Linked DNA regions of Mus musculus: region 2 is linked to region 1. A link is a contact called in public HiChIP or PLAC-seq data. All regions are on one chromosome and are shown on one strand. The core of a region is the stretch at or near the end of the contact, and the rest is flanking DNA. Distances in the headings are between cores, read along the strand shown. Region 1 overlaps Rims2 (regulating synaptic membrane exocytosis 2). Region 2 overlaps Dpys (dihydropyrimidinase).

What was found. HiChIP or PLAC-seq counts read pairs in DNA pulled down with a chosen protein or histone mark.
Region 2: a contact with region 1 is called in a FOXA1 HiChIP or PLAC-seq map of pancreatic cancer cells. The contact joins two enhancer-like sites. A contact is called at or near these places in 2 of 484 Hi-C or Micro-C datasets (bone marrow-derived macrophages and gonadal supporting cells), 3 of 115 datasets of contacts at active chromatin or transcription factors (VIP interneurons, neural progenitor cells and pancreatic cancer cells) and 1 of 9 other capture datasets (embryonic stem cells).

Annotation. Positions count from the first base shown.
Region 1 is chr15:39,551,058-39,555,628 of GRCm38.p6, forward strand. All of the region lies in intron 19 of Rims2 (regulating synaptic membrane exocytosis 2), which reads left to right. Among named protein-coding and RNA genes, the nearest start is that of Dcstamp, 190 kb to the right of the region's middle. Within about 2 kb of position 2,099, at least 6 of the 459 cell types and tissues checked have an H3K27ac peak or open chromatin away from gene starts, as enhancers often do. A contact at or near this core is called in pancreatic cancer cells, where this site is marked.
Region 2 is chr15:39,815,196-39,819,766 of GRCm38.p6, forward strand. All of the region lies in intron 7 of Dpys (dihydropyrimidinase), which reads right to left. Among named protein-coding and RNA genes, the nearest start is that of Gm16291, 20 kb to the left of the region's middle. Within about 2 kb of position 2,041, at least 69 of the 459 cell types and tissues checked have an H3K27ac peak or open chromatin away from gene starts, as enhancers often do. A contact at or near this core is called in pancreatic cancer cells, where this site is marked.

The DNA of each region.
Region 1 (4,571 bases), core at 849-3,348:
CTGGTTGGTTTTTTTTTTTTATGCTGTTTTTTTTTTTGTTTGTTTGTTTGTTTGTAAGTCAAGTCAATGAAACGCTGTATTGAAGTACCATATATACTATTTATGTCTTAGTTATATTCCATACTCCTGAGATTTTACTAATTACTGTGGCTATTGTGTAAGTTCTACTTTAGCTTTATATGATATGAGTGATGGTTTCTTCCCAATATCAACATTTCCACAGCACAATATTTGTGGAATTTTCATCTTAGATGTAGATAAGAATTTTTCTTTGATTTACCTTTGGAATTATGATTTATAAATTTATCTGAATTTTATTTTTTACTTTAATAAATTTTATACATACAATTTTCTTGGGTATTTTTCATATTTTATATTTTTTATTCTTGAATACCTTGACATTTCTTGAAAGAAGATATGATTTATTTGATCTAAAGCATAATTCTAAATTAATCTTATAATTTATACTTTGTCCTTTAAATCTGGAAAGATTAATCAGGATTCTATTTTTAGTTACTTTTACATATTTTCTGATTATAGATTGTGATAGAGAAAAATATGTGTAAGTCAAAGTAATATTTAATAAGATGCAGATTAACAGATGAGCTTTAGATTTAAGTCCTAGTAGCACACTTAGAAATAAATATGGCCATCACCTGACCTTCATGTGACCAGTTTCAGGGCCTCCCACAGGCAGCAGAGCCATTTTCTCCTGCCTTGTCTCCAAGCCATCCTGCCTGTGAATGTGCTCATCCAGGCGTTTTTGGAACATCCATCTTCTTTTATAGCTGTCATTGTCAATCTCTCACCTCACAAATTCCCATACTAGTGTGAGCTGAATGCCCTAAGGAACTTAAACTCGTCATGTTTCTACTTCATTGTATCCCAAGTATTTGAAAGATTACTACATAGTGATAAACTAGTGCTTATGATTTTTCTAAATTCATATTTCATTGTGATTTGTGAAAATAACTTGTTCCGTGTGTTATAGTGAACAGAAAAAGGCAATGAACTTTATAAGATCTTTGTATTTGCTACGTCCAAAACAAAATCTATCCGTAACTGACAGAAGTTACCACTTATGGTAAAGGGTACATTTTGCTATCTGTGATCGCTCTTAACTAGTTATGGGTAAATTAAAATTCCGGTTTACTAATATTAGGTGGTAGCTGGTTGTTGCCTGAAAGAGGAATTCACTCTTAATTACCATTGACAGCACTGAGGACATAGTAACTTGTGACATGGTAACAGTCAAATGCAAGCTAGAGAATGGGAGGTTTGGAGGGGAGACACAAAACTTTTTTAAAGTTGACTTCATTCTTAAGAATTTCTCACATGTATACAATTAAATATAATTATAACCTTCATTTTCCTCTCCATCTTACCTTATACCCCTTCCCAACTTCATTCGGGTGGCAGAGGACTCATTAAGTCCACTGGAGTATGGGAAACTACAAGTTGACACATAGCTGCTTTTAAGGCTCAGTGGAGTCTGCTCTTCATTACAATACCATGAATACCATGTACAAAAGAGTTGTGGGGTTTTGTTTGTTTGTTTGTTTGTTTTACAAATTGTGGCATGATATAGACATGATTGCTGAAGTATGATTTATGCTTTTGAGTGTTTCTTTTTAAGTGATAGTGTTTTAACACTTACTATATAATATAATCATAAGGAAGGCAAGAAAGCAGGCCACCGAGCTGATATAACTGCATTTATACTTGGAGTGTTTCTGATTTGCTTGAGTCTGTCTGCTACAGTTATATTTTATATATACTTTCGAGCTGTATCACTGTATCATAGTTACATGAATAATGAAAATGATTTAATGGATACTTTGTTGTACTAAGATGGTGGTCAAGATGTATCCTCTTGATTCCTGTTACAAACAATATAAAATTTGTATTGTCTAAGATTTATAAAATGTCTGTGTCTAAGAATGTAGGTCCTGATCTATCACCTATAAACCTGAAATCATTCTAGGTTTCTTGACCATTGGAATGAGGTGGTTTTTCTTAAGAATGTTTACAATGAACTGTTTGGGTCTCAGTGAGAGCACTGGCTCTTGGTCTTCCTGCCTGTGTGACTCACTGTCTCTCATGGCTGTGGCTCAGAGAGCAGTGAGGGGAAACCTGTTGTTCTGATGCTGATCCTGCTGCTGTATTTGTTCTGTGACTAAGTTCGCTTGAATTCTCTATGCTTCCACTATTTACTATAATAATGAGTGAAATTGAGACGAAATTATCATTTAAAAAGCAGTATATAATATGGAAACCATATAAATTAACCCAGTGTACAGTGTAAAATACTGGACAGGAAAGCAAGCTTCATTAATTGCAATCTGTGTTTTCTGGAAAAAACAAAACAAAACAAAACAAAAACCAATATTCTCTTGGAGAAGCTGCAAGTACCTATAAACAATTGTTTTCTTCCCCATTCTTCCCAGTTTACTTCTACCATGTTATGAAACTGTTTTAGCACTGTGCTAAATGTTTATATATGAAAATGTCATATCAAAGAATAATAATGTGACAGAATTCCGTATGAGCCTTTGTTATTAATGTATCTAATTTTTAAATTATCTTCTTCATAGTATGGGTGTAATGAGAGTGAAAAAGGAAATACAGCTTGTAACTTTTTTATACACATGAGTACATTTGAGAAGGGCACAAAATCTATGTCTTGTGTTCAATCATATTAGGGGCCTCCAGTTAGAAATGCAGTTGTGAGGAGTATCTTATTTTGATATGTGAAAATATGCTTACATAATAAAAAAACAACATTGCTATGGTATCAAAATATCATTCCTTTTCCAGTTATTTTAGCTTTCATCCTTTTCTAAGATATTTTAATCCTTTTCTTTTAATAGACTTTGTTTTTTTGACATTCATAAAAGAAACATTTGTTGTAAGAATTAATTGTGTCAGGACTTACAGTTCTAATATATTTGCATTCCAACATGTTTTTTTTCCTCAAAAATAATTCAAAGACTATAATTTACTTAGTCAAGAACTGAATGTGGTATTTACGAATTTTGTGTATTTGATTCAGAAGATTTCAATATGACTTTGTGTTATAAAATCTCCCTATGTCAATTGAGCTCAGACTGCTTCACCAATATGTTAAAAGACTTTCTTTGAAAGCTTTATTTAATTGGCTTTGTTTTCTTGATTTCAAGTTACTGTGTAAAAAGCTTTTCAACTTCTCAAATAGTAGTTAGAAAAGTATTATTATCCAAATGTATGCCATATCTATTCTAGTCAATGGTGATTTCCAAAGGTAAATCTTAAAAAGATACTGTAGTAACAATATATAATGTGGTATTTGTAAGAATTATCTGAGTAAATGTTTACTATAAATAAACATGATAAACATTTGTCAAAATCAAATGACAATTTTAACTTTCAGTGACAAACTACAACCTCATATTTCATGTACTATTCTTATAATGAGTTGTATTGTATTTTACTATTTTTTATTTTTTTATTTAAACATTTAACTAGGGTGGAGTGATTTAATGAAATATTGGCCTGACAGATGAACTTTTTTTTCTGATTAAATGGAGAAATACCACAGTGTGAGTGGGACCCAGCTCTTTTTAATGATGACTCAATTAAATTCTTTCTTCAGATACTTAGATGTTGGAAGCATTTGCATGTTTTAATTTGACTGAGTAATGTCTTGAAAAATGTGGTCATACCAATCATATTGGTTTTACTAATGGTATTTTATTTTAGTGTCGGTATTCAAGATTGGCTGAGCTTTTTTAGATTCACTTCTATGCACTAACCTTATTTTTCTCATTCTGCTAACTTAATTAACTACATTCCCATCAGCTCTTCTAATCTGATATGCTGTGCACTTGACTCTCTTCCCTACGACTTCACAGGACTTCTTTCAAAGTGACCCAGGGTTCTTTCCTTCAGCATCACTTTTAGCTTTCGACTGCATCCACTCATACCCATCTCCTTTGTCTATGTCTGTTCATTGCATGCTGTGATCACAGAAGATGTGGACTCCACAAGGAAAAGAAATACAGGTCTGTGTCTCCTCCTGGCCTCCTTTGCTCTCTTTTCATGTAATCTGACTTGTCCTAGAAACAGTTTACCACTTGTTTTGCTCATTTTTTAACTTTGCACTTTTCTAATATATGAAAATATTAAATTTTCCAGGTGTCTTAAGTTTTTATTTTATAATTTTTACATAGCTTCTCCAATTTGATGGATAAAAGTAAAATTTCACATAATTCATATATCTTGTCTTTTTATAACTAGAAAATAACCAGAGACCCAAGGGATACGTATATGGATATATGTATGTATGTGTATATTTACCAGAGAAAGTCACCTAAATTAAATAAGTTAGTCATAATTTACTCCCAAAATTATTCTTCATTTTAAACTTGATTTGTTCCATTTTTACATAACTTGAAAAACACATTTTTGGTATATCATGACCAGCATTTTCCTAGGATATAAGGATACCAAAGACTTAATATATGCTCTGAAGAAAGTCTATTACATTTATTTACTTATTTCTATTACTTAGTAATTAATAGATCAGAATAATA
Region 2 (4,571 bases), core at 791-3,290, 260 kb after region 1:
GAGTACTTGTGTGTGTGTGTGTGTGTGTGCTTATGTGTATGGTGTGTGTGTGTGTGTGTGCTTGTGTGTGTGGTGTGTGTGTGGTGTGTAAATGCTTGTGTGTATGCTTGTGTGTGTGCTTGAGTGTGTGGAGTGTGTATGCTTGTGTGTGTGCTGTGTGCGTGGTGTGTATGTGGTGTGTGTGTGTGGTATGTGTGCTTGTGTGTGTGGTGTGTTGTGGTGTGTGTATGCTTATGTGTGTGCTTGTGTGTGGTGTGTGTGTGTGCTTCTCTCTGTGTGTGTACGCTTATGTGTGTGGTATATGTGTGGTGTGTGTGTGTGTGTGTGGTGTGTGTATGCTTGTGTGTGTGCTTGTGTGTGTGCTTGTCTGTGTTTGGTGTGTGTGTGCTTGTGTGTGTGGTGTGTGTATGCTTGTGTGTGTGGTGTGTGTATGCTTGTGTGTGTGCTTGTGTGTGTACTTAGGTGTGCTTATGTATGTGCTTGTGCATGTGTGTGTGGTGTGTGTGCACTCTCATGTGTATGCATATACTTCTTTGGAGGAAGAAGACAAGAATTACAGTTCAGAAATTAGATAGCACACAATGAGTTATCTAGTTTTCTCCAAGGAAAATGCCAAGCGGTCTCTTTGAAGCTCTCCCTGATGATATGACCCTATGTACACACCCTAAGCTTCACTGTTTGGTTCATGATGCTTTTTACTCCCTATTGCTCCATGTCCCTTAGAGAACCATCCCTCTCCTGCTCAATTTCATACAAAGGTTCCTAGGCAGAACCCAGGGGCACATTCATAATCTTCAAGTCATTACTCTTCACTGAATACAAAGTTAAATTCGTTTATCTCTATCTACACTGAGAAAAGGACGGAAATTAAGCAGGAGAGGCAGCACAATGCCTTCCAGAATGGTGAATGCAAGGTCAAAGCTTGCTGTAATTGAGTTTAAAAAAAATAATAAACCCCAAATAACTGGAAACAAAAATATGCCTCCTCTGCAGAATACAGAGCGGCTAGAAGTCTTCATCAAATGTTTCAATGCACACAGTAGTCAGCTGTGCTGGTATGCTTGAGATGCTGTGAGATGCCCTGTAGCTCATAAATACAGAAAAGGGACAGTTTCCATAGTAACTAAGTGCTCTTTAATGAATACCAAAGAACCAGAGCTCAAAGGAGAGCCTTAAATTGCCAGACCACGAGTTGCTGCTGCTCCTGCAGACCTGCAGGCAGCTCACATTCCCCTTTCTCTGATCAGAGTTTTAACAGGTTGGCCATTTTGACTGATCTCTGTTTCAACCATATGACACCTTAAAATTCTGTTTCAATATCACATGAAACCCACACTCTTGATTTCTTCTCTATAAGCTAAGTACCAGAATATTCTACCCCAAAAAAGGCCAAACAACTAGATAAAGGGCTATGTCCTTAACTCTAAAGCTTTGACCGGAGCAGTGAAGCACAGGGCACACACTTCTGTCACAAGAGATAGACACAGGCTCAATGAGCTGTCAAACTGAATACAGGGGACTCTTCATTTCCAAAGCAGAAAAAAAAAAGTTGATAATGTTCTCTTTGCACTAAATGCAGCCTTTTTTTTTTTTTAAATGTGCAATGACACAGAGGAGGTATTGCAGTTGGTTTTGCAGGGACTTTTTCTTTACAGGCTTGTTATGTCTAAGGTCATCTTTCATCAGGATTTCCTACCTTTCCCCTCATACGCCCACTCCCAGTCCTCTCTCGAGATCCATCAGCACACTGATGTCAGTGCCTCACTCTTGGAACCATGCAGCTTCTATAGATTTACAAAACAAGCAGCAGAAGGAGAAAAGTGTGGATGCCCGGCTTTTCTTTCTCCTGACCTCCTTTGGTGACATTAATGAAACCCGGTTTTAGGGCAGCAGGCTATGTGGCAAGCACACTGTTTTCTACGTGCCGTTAATAACCAACAGGAATAACAAACACACAGAAACATCTAGGTACCATGTAGCCCCCAGAGCGTTAGCAATCGCTTCCTCTCTCAGGAGGCTGCCTCCTTACATAACCAGCAGATCGGGCAGCCCAGTGCGGGTTGTGGGCGCCCCCTTCAGGATATGGGATTCAATGCACATTGCCGTCTTCTGTCATTTATGCTAAAAGCATTTGAGGAATTTTGCAGTAAAACATCTAGTGTCTAATTATATGTTAAAACAGAAATCATATATAACACTGGACTGTAACTAATGTTAAAATCACCATCGTAGGATAAATCCATTTCTTCCCTTGATTAAATAATTCTTTTCCACAAGGCTAACTTTGTGAACATTCAGCTCAGTCTATGACAGACACAATTCACATTGGAGGCCATCTGGCTGCCTTCTCTTCTTTCTTCAGGCAGCCTGGACGCCTGCTCCTCCCCCGTGCTTGAGTTTACTCTGCCTCAGCTTCAGTTCGACTCTCGGGTACGGATCCTCTGCCCACTCTCATCCCACGTGACGTGACAGTACACCTCCCTCTGGCCTCATGCAGGACCGCTCTGCTCTGAACCTCTCAAACAGTATTTTTGTTTGTTTGTTTTTTGTTTTTCGAGCCAGGGTTTCTCTGTATAGCCCTGGCTGTCCTGGAACTCACTTTGTAGACCAGGCTGTCCTCGAACTCAGAAATCCTCCTGCCTCTGTCTTCCGAGTGCTGGGATTAAAGTCGTGTGCCACCACGCCCGGCTTCATTTTTTTAAAATTTTTTATTAGGTATTTTCTTCATTTACATTTCAAATGCTATCCCAAAAGTCCCCTATACCCCTCCCCCCCCCACCCTGCTCCCCTACCCACTCACTTCCACTTCTTGGCCCTGGCGTTCCCCTGTGCTGGGGCATATAAAGTTTGCAAGACCAAGGGGCCTCTCCTCCCAATGATGGCCAACTAGGCCATCTTCTTCTACATATGCAACTAGAGACACAACAATGAGAGGTACTGGTTAGTTCACATTGTTGTTCCTCCTATAGGGTTGCAGACCCCTTCAGCTCCTTGGGTACTTTCTCTAGCTCCTCCATTGGGGGTCCTGTGTTCCATCCAATAGATGACTGTGAGCATCCACTTCTGTATTTGCCAGGCACTGGCATAGCCTCACAGGAGACAGCTATATCAGGGTCCTGTCAGCAAAATCTTGCTGGCATATGCAATAGTGTCTGGGTTTGGTGGCTGTCAAACGGTATTTTTAACACATCCCTTCTGAGAGTAAACTATCTCATCTTATATTCCCTCTCCTCTTCCTGGACCAAAGGAAGGACCAGTATAGCCTGGACTCTCAGAACCTGTCTCCAAGGCGAAACAGCCCAGAGTGCGTTTGAGAGCACAACAGGAGAGCAGTTCTCTTCACGCTCCAGCTACTTCTGCTTGAGAAACAGCTCTCAGCCTCAGAAGTCAAAGTCTGCTTCAAGAGAACGAAAGGAGTCCAGCAGGGCATCCTCTCTCACGCTTGGAAAAATCTCATTTTTACGGATACATCTCTGCATCCTGTTACTATTGAAGGATCCTGTACAATAATTAAGAGCAAACTTTATATGCCCCAGTACAGGGGAACGCCAGGGCCAAAAAGGGGGAGGGGGGGTAGGGGGTTGGGGGGTGGGTATGGGGGACCTTTGGAATAACATTGAAAATGTAAACGAGGAAAATACCTAATTAAAAAAAAAGAATTAAAAAAAAAGAGCAGAGTGAGGGGATGCCCCCCTTGACTTCCTCCGAAGCACAGCTGTCACTGAAGGCAATCTTCCCAGTGTCTCCCAGCCACTGCCAAATCCCTCCTGCCTCCTGAGCCATGTGGAAGGCCGCTCTCTTCCACTTTGCCCAACCACATTCTCCGACATGCTACTGGGCTGAGCTTGACCAAGCTCAAGTTCCAAAGTACCTTTTCAAACATAAGCCTAGGGCATAGCACCTCACTTCTTAAGTTTGCCTTGTATGCAGCAACTTCCTCTCCAAGCGTGCCATACAGAAGGGGCAGATGCTGGCGCATAGCTATGCCTGGCAAAGACTGCACCAGCCAGGTACCCAGCACAGCATCAACTGTGTGGCACCACATCTGCCACATTCACTCTTCATGACTAATGCAAAGTGAGGCTTTTGTATTATTTGTTTCCGAAACCTGTGGCTAGGAAGGAGAAAAAAACGTCAGAAAGAAAAGCACAATGACGACATTCTCCAAAAGACTTGAATATGATTCCTTAACACTGGCAAAGAGATTAAAAGCAAAGGCAGAGAAATTGTCCCACCTCAGGCAGCCTCAGGACACATGTTGATGAAATCTACTACGGGATCCTGGAACAGAAATGAATGCTGGGTAAGAGCTAAGCAAACCTGAATGAAGGATGGGCTCTAGCTACTGATATAGCAATAGTAGTTCATCGACTCTGACAGTAGTGGCACTCTATCAGTTGACAATAGTGGGATAAGGCTGTGGGGACCAAGGGGGTTTTCTCTGCCATCATCGGAACCCTTATTCCTTTTTAAAAATGCACCTCAACATTATCAGAAAGTAAAGGAAGACTATGCCACGGCACTGTGAGCCGGTGTGCAGAACTCACTAGGATTCAGTGTGCAGGGTAGGA